2 separate regions of the Rattus norvegicus genome follow, and region 2 is linked to region 1. Evidence: chromatin contacts called from public Hi-C data. All regions are on one chromosome and are shown on one strand. Each heading gives the region's core, a stretch centred on a gene start, on an enhancer-like site or on the middle of the called end of the contact. The rest is flanking DNA. Distances are from core to core; before and after follow the strand shown. Region 1 holds the start of Sp4 (Sp4 transcription factor). Region 2 has its middle 34 kb from the start of Rpl19l1.

Evidence for each region. Hi-C and Micro-C count contacts between places; a contact is called where the count stands out from the background.
Region 2: a Hi-C map of the A7r5 cell line shows a contact between it and region 1, with 4 times the contacts expected there. The contact joins the enhancer-like site here to the promoter of Sp4 in region 1. A contact is called at or near these places in 4 of 12 Hi-C or Micro-C datasets (the A7r5 cell line, the Rat2 cell line, Schwann cells and 1 more).

What each region holds. Positions count from the first base shown.
Region 1 is chr6:145,393,087-145,398,574 of GRCr8, reverse strand. It overlaps Sp4 (Sp4 transcription factor), which reads left to right and starts at 3,461. Exons shown (of 6, transcript NM_012761.2): 1 at 3,461-3,634; 2 at 4,050-4,159; 3 at 4,670-5,488. The coding sequence starts at 3,628.
Region 2 is chr6:145,554,348-145,560,287 of GRCr8, reverse strand. No RefSeq gene overlaps it. Among named protein-coding and RNA genes, the nearest start is that of Rpl19l1, 34 kb to the left of the region's middle. Within about 2 kb of position 2,442, at least 1 of the 93 cell types and tissues checked has an H3K27ac peak or open chromatin away from gene starts, as enhancers often do. A contact at or near this core is called in the A7r5 cell line, where this site is marked.

The DNA.
Region 1 (5,488 bases), core at 2,212-4,711:
ATTATGGTACCATGCATGGTTTCTTATGTACTAATGAGGCCACTTCTAAATACACCCTTCAAGGTGGTGTCTGATTCCTGGTCAACTACTCTCATTCAGTGTAATTTGTGGATAGTAAACATGGAATTGTCTTAGGCTTGATGATTCTCTAAGCCTTTTTTCGATCTACTTCCAAGAGAGAAAATGAAAGCAGTTCAATGGTTATTTCAGCAAGTGTCTCCTTAAAGGACTCAGAAAAGAAACCTTTCTCATTCATATCACACCTGGGCTCACCTTCCATCTCCTAACTATTCAATCAAGCCACCTGTACAACTAAGCCACCTGTACAACTAAGCCACCTGTACAACTAAGCCACCTGGAGAGCTGCTTCAATCTCATTGTCTGAGCATCCTCGGCATGGAGCAGATTCAAGGCCCTGGCCTTTGGCCTCCAGGAGTGGAGGCTGATATTTCAGGAGTTGTACATAGTATTCAAGCTGGGGAGGTCACTCAGTGACACACTGCTTGCCTAGCATGCAGGAAGCCCTAGGTTTGATCACAAGCACCACATAAACCAGGTATGGCGCTGCATGCCTGTAATCCCAGCTTAACTGTGACTAGAACAAGAGCAAGTAGAGATATACAGTCAAGAACAGGTTAGAAAAGACAAAGCTACCACTGAGGGTGATATCAAAGGCAGGTGATAGGGAATTTGGTTAGATATCAAGGGTGGGAGACTGTCACTAAACTGATCCATCAGGTTTCTTGCTAAAACGGGACTAAGTAAGCAAAGCTACCGGGGTAAGCTAGAAACAAGACTCAGAGATTAGGCTATCCCCAAACTCACAAGATCCACTTGCTTCTGCCTCCCAACTGCCGGAACTGAAGGAATGAGTCACCATGCTCAGCTAATATAAAATTCTTAAAATAACTTATAAAAAACAGCAAAATGGTTTAAAAAATATTAAGTATAATAGTACATAGCTTAAATTAGGATGATACTATGGGAGTGGCTGTCCTCTTGGCAATATCTCATCTAGCAGAACCTCCTGTTACAGGGGTAACGATATGATAAGAGTCCCTAAGAAGCAGTTCATTTGTCACCAGGCTTCAAGACTCAGCCAGTGTTTTAATCGGCTCAGGGTACTATAACCCACAGCTTATCAACAACAGTCTATTTTAACCATTTTACAAGGAGTCTGATATAGAGGTATGGACAGTCAGGTTCTAGTGAGGGTCTTGTAGTCATTGTACTTCACATGGGAGACAGCAGAATAAAGAAGTTTAAAGACCAGTAAGTTTTACTCATGGGAGTGACACACTCATGACCTCATCTAACCATAATGTTCCGAAGATTCTGACTCCAAACACCATCATACTAAGAGACAGAGTCCCATTACCTGAGTTTAGTCTGGGCGTGTGTGTGTGTGTGTGTGTGTGTGTGTTACAAACATTTAGCTAGGAACTTGCAGTTCTTGGTTTTTGGAAAAGTTAGGGTTGTCAGTTTCCTGAATACCGGTATATCTACTTATCAACAGGGAGCAGGACCTTTAGGACATTTTGTAAATCTATACTCTGCCATTACTACTCTGAGGCAAGTTGTTTAAAGAGAACTACAAGGTACACTCCAATTCACGCCTGGTCTGCATTCACTATGGCGAAACTGGATGGGGGCGGAGCTTGAGGAGAGACATGTATCTATAAATGTAACAAGCGCTTCTGAGCTTTCTAAGATCTAGTGAATTGAGATGTGTATGGAAGATTACTATAGCATCTTCAATTCATAAAATGGAGTAGGCAACATTTTAATCCTTTACTCCACTTGCTTTGTTTTACTGCTACTGCTTTGTCATCCCCCCAAATACTTGAGCAAGGCAGCACTAGAAAAGGACAGCACCAGACTCTTCACTCACCCTTACAACATGTCAGACCTCAGGCACCAGACGAAAATACCCAAAGCTGAATGTGGGCCCATGTCAATAAATGTGGAGCGCTTTAAGCCTAGTGTGTAATCCCATCCCAAGGTTCATATTTGGGACTCATTTCCAGTTTTGGTACACTTCCGTCAGTCGCTGGTATGGTCCCTGGTATCTTGGCTTCATGTCTTTGGAGAGAAACTAGGAGTCGGTTCAGGAGGATTTGACAAAGTGCTTTGCGCAGCTAGCTGTGAATTCCACTTGCCTAGAAGCTTACGCTAAACCATGACCAGAGCTGACCCACATGCAGCCGGGCTTTCCTTTGCCCGGACAACCTTGTGAGACCTCTAGGAGCGAGAAGCGCGCCAAGAACGCAGACTCTAAGGCGCACTCCTGGCTACCCTAGAAGACGGTAATGGCTCTGCACCAGCAGCCAGAGATACAACAAATAAAATGGAAGCTCCTGCTCTGTGGGAACACAGGCCTCGAGCTCGGACCAGAGGCCCGGGCGAGCTAAGAGAGTAAAGAAAGCCGGGCGAAGAGGGTGTACCCCATGTCAGCTTCATTCAAACCCCGAGGACAGCAGACCCCGCCTCCCAACACCTCCGCCCGCTCAATCGCCGCGCGCTCCGGGTGTGAACTCGCCCCGCGGGGAGCGGCTTTCAGCTGAGGGGGCGGTGGCAGAGGCGGTTCGCGCAGCCCCGCTCGGCCGATAGGCCCAGGCAAACAACACCCATTTCTCCCTCCCCTGCGCTGGGTTCAACTCCCACTCGGCCCCGGCCACGCCCTGCTGCCACCGCCCCCTCGGGCAGCTCTAGGCTCCGCAGCCAGGCCGCGCTCGGGGGCGGGAGGAAGGCGGTGCCTCAATCCGATAGCTGACAGAAACTACAAGACCCGAAAGGCTTTGCGGGAGAGGCCCGCCCGCCTCCTCCCACGACTCACGCACGTCAACAGCCTCACCCAATGAGAGCCGAGCCAGGGAAAAAGGGCGCCCGGGTCCGGATGCGCCTTAGGAAAGCCATGCTCACGCCGAGTGGGCAGCCGGCAGTCCACTCAGACCTCGGGACCTCACGCTTCCCCGCGCTCGCCTCGCTCCTCTCCCTTAAGCCTAGTTCCATGTCTTTCTTCCGCGGCCCCTCGCAAGATGCTGCGACGCGTTTTTGAGTGGAGGGCGCCGGGAACTGAGTAGGGGGCGGGATATCCTGAGACAACAAGTTTGGCTGTATGAAGGGCCTGCCGGCAGCAAACCGCAGCTAGCTCACCGAGAGGGCACGCGCCGCGGGCCGAGAAGGCAGAAGCCGAACAGCAGCGAGCACCAGCCGAGCAAAGGGGAGGAGAAAGGGCGGCCCCAGCGCCCCGGCCCCGGCAGGTCGGCGGCCAATCCGCTGGGGGAAGGGGTGGAGAGTCGGCGGCGCCGGCGGAGGCAGGCCGAGGGGTGTGGGGAGTCGCCGCGCTCGCGCCGCCCTGGCTCCGCCCCCGGCCCGCGCCGCCGCCCTCGCCGCGCGCCGCCGCTGTCAATCAAGGGCGAGTCAGCCGGGCTCGGGCGGAGAGAGGAGCTGCTACGCCACAGCCCAGCGGCGGCCATTCGCGGAAAAAGAGGCAGAGCCTGTGCCAGCTACAGCCTCCTCCGAGCCACCGCGGGCGGGCGGGACCGGCCTCTCCTCCCGCCTCGCCCCCACCCCCACCCACCTCTATCCCAGTGTCTCTGAGAGGGTTTGTCCTGTTAATGCGGGATGAGCGGTACGTATTCTCCACCCCCCTCGGTCTCCTTCACCGCCTCCCTTCGTCCCTCCCTCCCCAGACCCTGCTCGCTTCCCCCTCCCCCGGGGCCGCGGAGATGCTGGAAGGGGAGGAGGAGAGGGCGGGAGGGAACCAGGGGGAGGGAAGGAGGGCTGTGTTTTGTCTTAATGTCTGAGCTAGAACAACCTCCTTCTGGGTGTTGCTCTGGAGCCTATGGGTCGGGTTTCAAACCACGTTTCGTGAGAGCCCCCTCCTCCCTTCCCTCCTTCTCCCCCACCCCCTGCCGGTGTGCACGGATCGAGGGTTTACGGAGATTAATGTTCAGGAGGAGGGGGGGGGAGAAGGGAGGAGAACGAATAATAATAATCCTAATAACCTGTTGTCGTGTGTGTTGGTGGTGGTGGGGTTGTTGCAGATCAGAAGAAGGAGGAGGAGGAGGAGGCGGCAGCGGCAATGGCTACAGAAGGAGGGAAAACCTCTGAGCCAGAGAATAACAATAAAAAACCCAAAACCTCAGGCTCCCAGGTAAAAGCAAACGTTAAAAGAAAATTCAACACAAAGCTTTAGGGAAGAGAGGGAGTTATGCCCTTTAAATACCCAGAAGTAAAGAACAGAATGAAAATGTTTATTCATTCAAAGCATCTTTCTGAGTGAGGAACTTAAATCGTAAATTCATGAAGATTTCGCATAGTTGAGGCTATAACGAACGGTGTTTATATTACATCAGGAATTCAGACTGTTAGAAAACGGTGTCTATTTTCCCAAGGGCATTTGGAGTTTAGAAGAATAACACTTTAAGAAAGTTTACCAGAAAATTCCTTTTTATTTAAACTTTATGTAACAGAACTTGCCTCTTTATTCGTATAGCTTCTACCACCTGCTTTTGTTCATATTTCCTTTTTAATTCTGCTGCCTATTAAGTGTGTTCTGATACTTAGAGCTCTCAAAATAAATAACCCCCTCCCGACTGCTGTCTTCCACTAAATCCGCCCACTTTTTTCCCCTCCCTCTCCTTTCCCCTCCCATTTTGGGTAGGACTCTCAGCCCTCTCCTCTGGCTTTACTGGCAGCTACTTGCAGCAAAATAGGGACTCCTGGTGAAAATCAAGCAACTGGACAACAGCAGATTATTATAGATCCAAGCCAAGGATTGGTGCAACTTCAGAATCAACCACAGCAGCTAGAACTGGTGACAACGCAGCTTGCTGGAAACGCTTGGCAACTTGTTGCCTCCACTCCTCCTGCTTCAAAAGAAAATAACGTTTCTCAGCCAGCTTCTAGTTCATCTAGTTCTTCCAGCAGTAATAACGGGAGTTCCTCTCCTACAAAAACTAAATCAGGTAATCCTTCCACCCCTAATCAATTTCAAGTCATACAAGTACAGAATCCAAGTGGTAGTGTACAGTACCAAGTGATCCCCCAACTTCAGACGGTGGAAGGTCAGCAAATTCAAATCAATCCAACTAGTAGTTCATCTCTACAGGATTTGCAGGGTCAAATTCAACTCATTTCTGCAGGTAATAATCAAGCTATCCTCACGGCTGCTAACAGGACAGCTTCTGGGAATATCCTTGCTCAAAACCTGGCAAATCAGACAGTTCCGGTACAAATTAGACCTGGTGTTTCAATACCATTGCAATTGCAGACCCTTCCTGGTACTCAGGCTCAAGTTGTAACAACCCTACCAATTAACATTGGAGGAGTGACTTTAGCTTTGCCAGTAATAAATAACGTGACTGCTGGAGGAGGGACTGGACAAGTTGGCCAGCCTACTACTACTACTACTGATAGTGGGACTTCCAATGGAAATCAGTTAGTGTCTACGCCCACCACCAGCACTGCTCCCGCCAGTACT
Region 2 (5,940 bases), core at 1,193-3,692, 160 kb before region 1:
CCTGGCATTTCTTTGCCTTCATGGCTACATTTCCTCAGAGGAGCACATTTTTCTCAGAGGAGAACCTTGAAACACATCAGTACGTTACAATGCTCGTATTTTCTCGTTCTGAGTAGCTGCTGTCAAGCTGTTTGACTTCCAGATTCCCGTTTATTCTATTATTGGTGGTATCGCTCCCGTTCTTGAGATGGAACATTCTCGTTTGAAATAACGGGCTACGGTGGCACCGCACTTCTGTCAAATACGTTGATTCTGGCAACTGTTAGGGTTGCTGCTCTCTGGCTTTCACAGTGGCTCTAAGATATTTGCAAAACTTTGCCCGGAAGGATAGTAAATGCAATCTTCACGTTAGTTAGTTATGATTACTTTGCTGTGTTGAAACATCTAATAAATCGCGCATCGGTAAGGGTAGATCTTGGACAAATACTCTGAGAAGATCTAATTTTCTTAAAGTACATCTTTTTTTTTCATTCTCTCAAGTTTTCAATCGAAATTTAGTGCTTTTGGCTGGTGAGAAATTAATGACATTGGCATCTAGTATCTTCTCTCTAACCTGCAGCGGAGAAAAAGCTTCCCAGAGCTCTCCTAATGTGTCAATTAGGTCCTAGTCAGATTACCTCAGGAGGAATTATTTCGTTTGTCTAGGACCAGATATAAAACAGTATAATTTATTAAAGTGGGACACAACGAGGAACACTCCCGCGCTCAGGACTGAGGTGGACTATGTAAATAAAGCCATCGCCTGAGCTTTCCAAGGTGAAGGCATACCAGTCTGCATGTCAATTCTATGCTTATCATCATTTCCAATAGGTTAGTAGCAGCCTTAGATGTCACGGTCATCCGACTTTTGTAAAATCATGGGGTTCCCTTTCATTCACGTATGTTGTTTCAATGATCAGTAGCATTTCCAATAAATTATACACTAGCCAGTTGAAAGAGCTTCTGACTGGTATGGGGGAAAAACTGCAAACCAGGCTAAGGGATGCTTCACCCGCTGCCCAGCTCGGCCGGCCGTGAGACTAGTCAGGTTCCTTGGCAAACCACAGAGCGCCCTCTGTTGATGAAAAAGCACAGCGCGGGAGCGGACCCCAGCCCTGCGGATCTGAAGCTGCAACCCTGCGGGTCGACAAGTCCCATTTACGACGCGAGAAAAAAAAATCCCGTTTAAAATTATAAGAATATTGATTTGCTGGACGCAGAAAGCACACATGACTGCAAGCTCCGAGAGAATGGTAGGATGGTATGTATTTAAGTAGATACACGCACAAACATGCTCGCATCACAGTGTCTACCTACCTGAAGCACTGGGTAAGGAGGCTTCTTTTCCTTCTGTGGACACTCATACACCGGTTTGTTTCTATTCATGTTTTTCGGAACTTCCAGAAAACATGGCGTGAGCAATAATGCTAAATAAGGTAGAGTCTACATTTTCATTTTCTTTAAATGAAAGACTAACTAAACCTCCTTTGAACACACACAGAGAGAGAGAGAGAGAGAGAGAGAGAGAGAGAGAGAGAGAGAGAGAGAGAGAGAGAGAGAGAGAGAGAGCTGCGTCCCTTGACCTCCAAGAGGGAAAGACCAGAAAACAAAACCACCACGACTGCTGACTTTGGTTTAGTTTGTGTTTTACTGCTTTCTAACTAAGTTCCAGCAAGCCTTTATAAAATAGCGTGCTGGGGTACAAAATTTTATTTTGGAGGGGGCAGGGGCTACAATTTTAAACCAGTAATTCTATGTTAAGCACTCTTCCGTTCTGTATTTCCATTTACCTCCTGTTGGGTTGGGGAAGAAAATTAGTCTCATGGAGGAGACATCTTTACATTTTTAAGGTCATTGCATATGCTAATTAGTTTTAAAAGCATAGCTGTTTTAGGTTACCTTGCTCTGTCCAGCTTTTAGGTAGCAATTGAAAACGTTGTTGCATTCTTGACTTCGAGTTGCTGTTGGGTGTTACAAACGTTTCTGAAAGACTGACTGTATTCGGGGACCTGCACTGTTACGTCATATCTGATGGCACAGGTGCTTATTAACCTAAAGCTGGGTATTTACAGCCACAGAATTAACTTGATTTTGTGATTTAATTGCAATCTTTAATTCCGTTGTCTCAAGAGAAGACTTCTCTTTCTTGTAAGTTTCCGTTTCAGATTCAAAAAAAGGAATTCAGAGACAAAATATTAGGCCTCTCTAAGAGAGTCAGTCATCAGGAAGGAAGGGAGGAGGGATGTGGAGGATTCTGAGTCATTGCCAGTATACACGAAACTCACCAGATAAATCGCTCGGTACACATTTTTATTTTTCCTCGCAGAGACAATAAGCGTTTTAAAGTAATAAAACTTTATTTTTTCCCCTATATCTTCCATCTTCAGCTATTTGAAGTACCTACATTAATGTGATCATGCTCAACAGGATTTGTTCACATAGCGCACAGGCGCTAAGGAAGTAATTTATGGCCAGAGTCAGAATCCTGAACTGAAGCTCACAGTGCTGAAGTGGGATCAGCAGTGCCTGGGAAGCCTTTAACACGCAAATCCACGCGAAACAGATGAGAATTGGCAGACTCAGTGGCAATGGCGTTTGGAGATTTCAGCCCACCCCAGTATTCCAGGGGAACTGCAAACAGGGTGGGGGTGAGGGGTGGGGGTGAGACACTGCCCTATCCCAGGCTGGCCAGAGCATGTGCCAACACCTTCTGAATTTTCCCCATATTATATCAGCCTTAGCCCTTGTACTTTTATGTGATATGCTATCGCTTTAAATAAAAACAAATATATATTTTATTGGGAATAGGATTATGCTATTTCTCTTTCAGACAATAAAATTACATGAAAATGGTGTATACCCAGAAACAATTTAACCGTGATAAGTGTGTAACTTCCCCCCATGGCTGTGAAAAGCTGAAAATTAATTAGAATGTCAACATTTTGAAATGAAAATGAGCCTCGAGAAAAATGATTTTCTTTTTCCCTGTTTTTTTTTTTTAATTTGAGATTTGAAAATCGGATAAATTTGCTCACAAATGGAAATTTTAGTTTAAAGAAGCATAAATCGGCCAAACTTAAGTTTATATAATTAAAAAAATGCTTCCCCATTCCCAAATAATTTTATCCTCACAAATTGCACTGTAAAATAGTTTCATGCCTCTGTGCAATATTTTAAGCACTTCAGTTAAAGAAACACTAAATATTTTAAAAAACAGCCCACCAGAGGGCAGTCAGCTTTTAGTCTAACATGTTTGAAATGAATTTATTGGCATGGTTGGCTGAATTCTGAATTAAAATCACATTAGTCTTTGTATCCATAAATTCCTGACTTAAGGTTGGAAAGTACAAGGCTTCAATCATCCTGATTAAAAATCTTCAGGTATTCTAACACTTGCCCTTCTTTACACCCTCAATTGGTTATTGTGGTATTTATGTTTTGTAATAAAACAGGGTTTATTCTGATTTGAGGTGCCTTGGAGGCTTTAATAATTTTTAGTCAGTAGAGACTTCAGTAAAACCCCAACTGAGGAAGTCCTGAGAGACGTTTAAACTATACGTTGTACAACAGGTGCAAGGGACATTCTGAACATGAAGGGCTTGGAGACTCCTGGGTTTGCTTTCTCATGCAGACACCACAGTGCAGCCACCTAATGCATGATGCCATCTTAGTCGTTGGCTGTGATGTTGCTCAGCTAGAAGATGCTTGAAAGAACCCGAGTGTCCTTGGGTGCTTGGGTTCAGCTTTGTGACAACCAAATGAGCTAGGCACATGCTTGAAATCCTAGCATTTCAGAGGCTCAGGCAAGAGGCTGGGGAAGTTGAGGCCAGACTGCAAAGAGAACAAGCCACTGGTGTTAGACGATACGTGTGGGTAGTAACCCTCCAAGCCAAACACCTGCACTAAATGATTTGCTCAGGATTAAAGAACCGAGCCAGTAAGTTGTCACCCTCCAATTCCTAACGTGCCTTGGAACTCAGGACCCATAGAAGAGACCTGAGTCCTGGGGTACTTTCCCTTTGGGATTATTTATTTTGGATTTATTGTTTGGGGGAACACTTTTTCCCTTTTTCTCTCCATCACCCTTCACCTCTGTCTGTGTGCACATGAGTAAAGTTGTCCAAAGAGGCCTGAAGAAGGCATCTGATTCCCTGGAGTTAGGGTCCCAGGCAGTTGTGAGACAGGAGCGTGCTGAGAATGGAGATCAGATCCTTTGGAAGAACTGCAAGTGCTCTTAACTGCTGAGCCACATCTCCAGTCCCGAGAAGGTGTTTGTTTGCTTTGTTTTTTTACAGTATATTCCGTATTTATTATATAGCTGAGGGATATTTTTATTTAAAAGTATCACATTTTATAAGAAAATAATGATGTGACATGTGCAGAGACTAGTACAGTTAACAGGGGGATGCAATGCTTCTAGGACTGTCTCATGCACAGATCCATATTTTGGGGTAGAGGCTCACTTGATGCCGATTTGCCCTTGCTACCTTTCAATGTCCCCTTGTAGTCACATGAACTACAAAGTTCCTGGGACACCTTTTCATGTTAATACTTGTAGATACTAAAAACTGATAGCAGCTGAGCTAAGTTGAGCTGTGTATTAGATGAGGCAGTACATTAATACTCAAGCCACCATCAGGAAGTAGGTACTATTATTTCTCTCCCTGTTCAGAGGAGAGAAACTACTGGGAAACATATAGACTCCATATCTTTAACCCTGTGGCTTGTATGAGCAACACAAGATTCTGATGTGGTACTATACTGTTCTCCCTTTAAGTATCCTGCATGGGAAGGCTAGCTTTGTGTTTCTTGGAAAGGCAATGTAGGAGTTTGCTTCCTATTACTGTAATAGACAGCACAACCAACTTGGGGAGGAAAAGAGTTTATTTGCCTTACAGGTTGTAGTCTGTCACTACAGGAAGCCAAGGCAAGAACTGAAGCAAAGGCCATGGAGGAGTGCTGCTCTCTGGCTTGCTCCCCATGGCTTGCTCAGTGAACTTCCTTATGCCTCTCAGGACCCAGGGGTGATACTAGTTAGTGTGTATGTGTCCCCACATCAAACATTAATCAAGATTAAATGCCCAGTGGACTTGCCCACACGGGCCAATCTGGTAGAGCTATTTTCTCAGTTGAGTTTCCCTCTTCCCAGATGTCTGTAGCTTGTGTCAAGGGAGCAAAGTGCCTACCAGCATGGGCAGCTCCAAATTATCCTCTCTCTCTCTCTCTCTCTCTCTCTCTCTCTCTCTCTCTCTCTCTCTCTCATCCAGATCCCACTTTTCATGATATCTTTTTTTTTTTTTTTGGTTCTTTTTTCGGAGCTGGGGACCGAACCCAGGGCCTTGCGCTTCCTAGGTAAGCGCTCTACCACTGAGCTAAATCCCCAGCCCCTCATGATATCTTAATGTATTACCGAAATACAGCAGTCCCAACCCCGTAGTGACACTCACAGCGGGAGTTCCATCCCAGACTCTACTGCGTATCAGCCAGGTGGGTTTGGGCTTTATTGAATATCCCCAGAACACACTGGTCTCTTAGCAGTAAACTGAGGATAAAATAAGGACCTCAGAGGTCTGCTTGAGAGTCTTAAGTATGATAGTAATATGAAAGCGCTTGACAGATAACATTCAATAAGTGTGGAAAGAAATTGTCCCCTTGTCCGGTTGAGGATGTCAAGGCCAAAAGTGGAAGAAAATGGTAGAGCATATCTTGCTATAAAAATCAAGCCCAGGACCTCATACATGCTGAAAAAAATGCTCCACCCCTGAGTATATCCTCAGCCCAATAACTCATCTTTTACTGTTAGGTGTCAATGTCCCAGATATTTGAGAGTTCCAGGTTATAGCATCCTTATTTGACCTGTGCATATGAAATAAATGAATCCCATTCTTGGGTAAATAACTTGCAGGTTAATCAAATTTAAAAGAAAATTGAAAATGTCTTTGAGAGAGTTTGTGTGTGTGT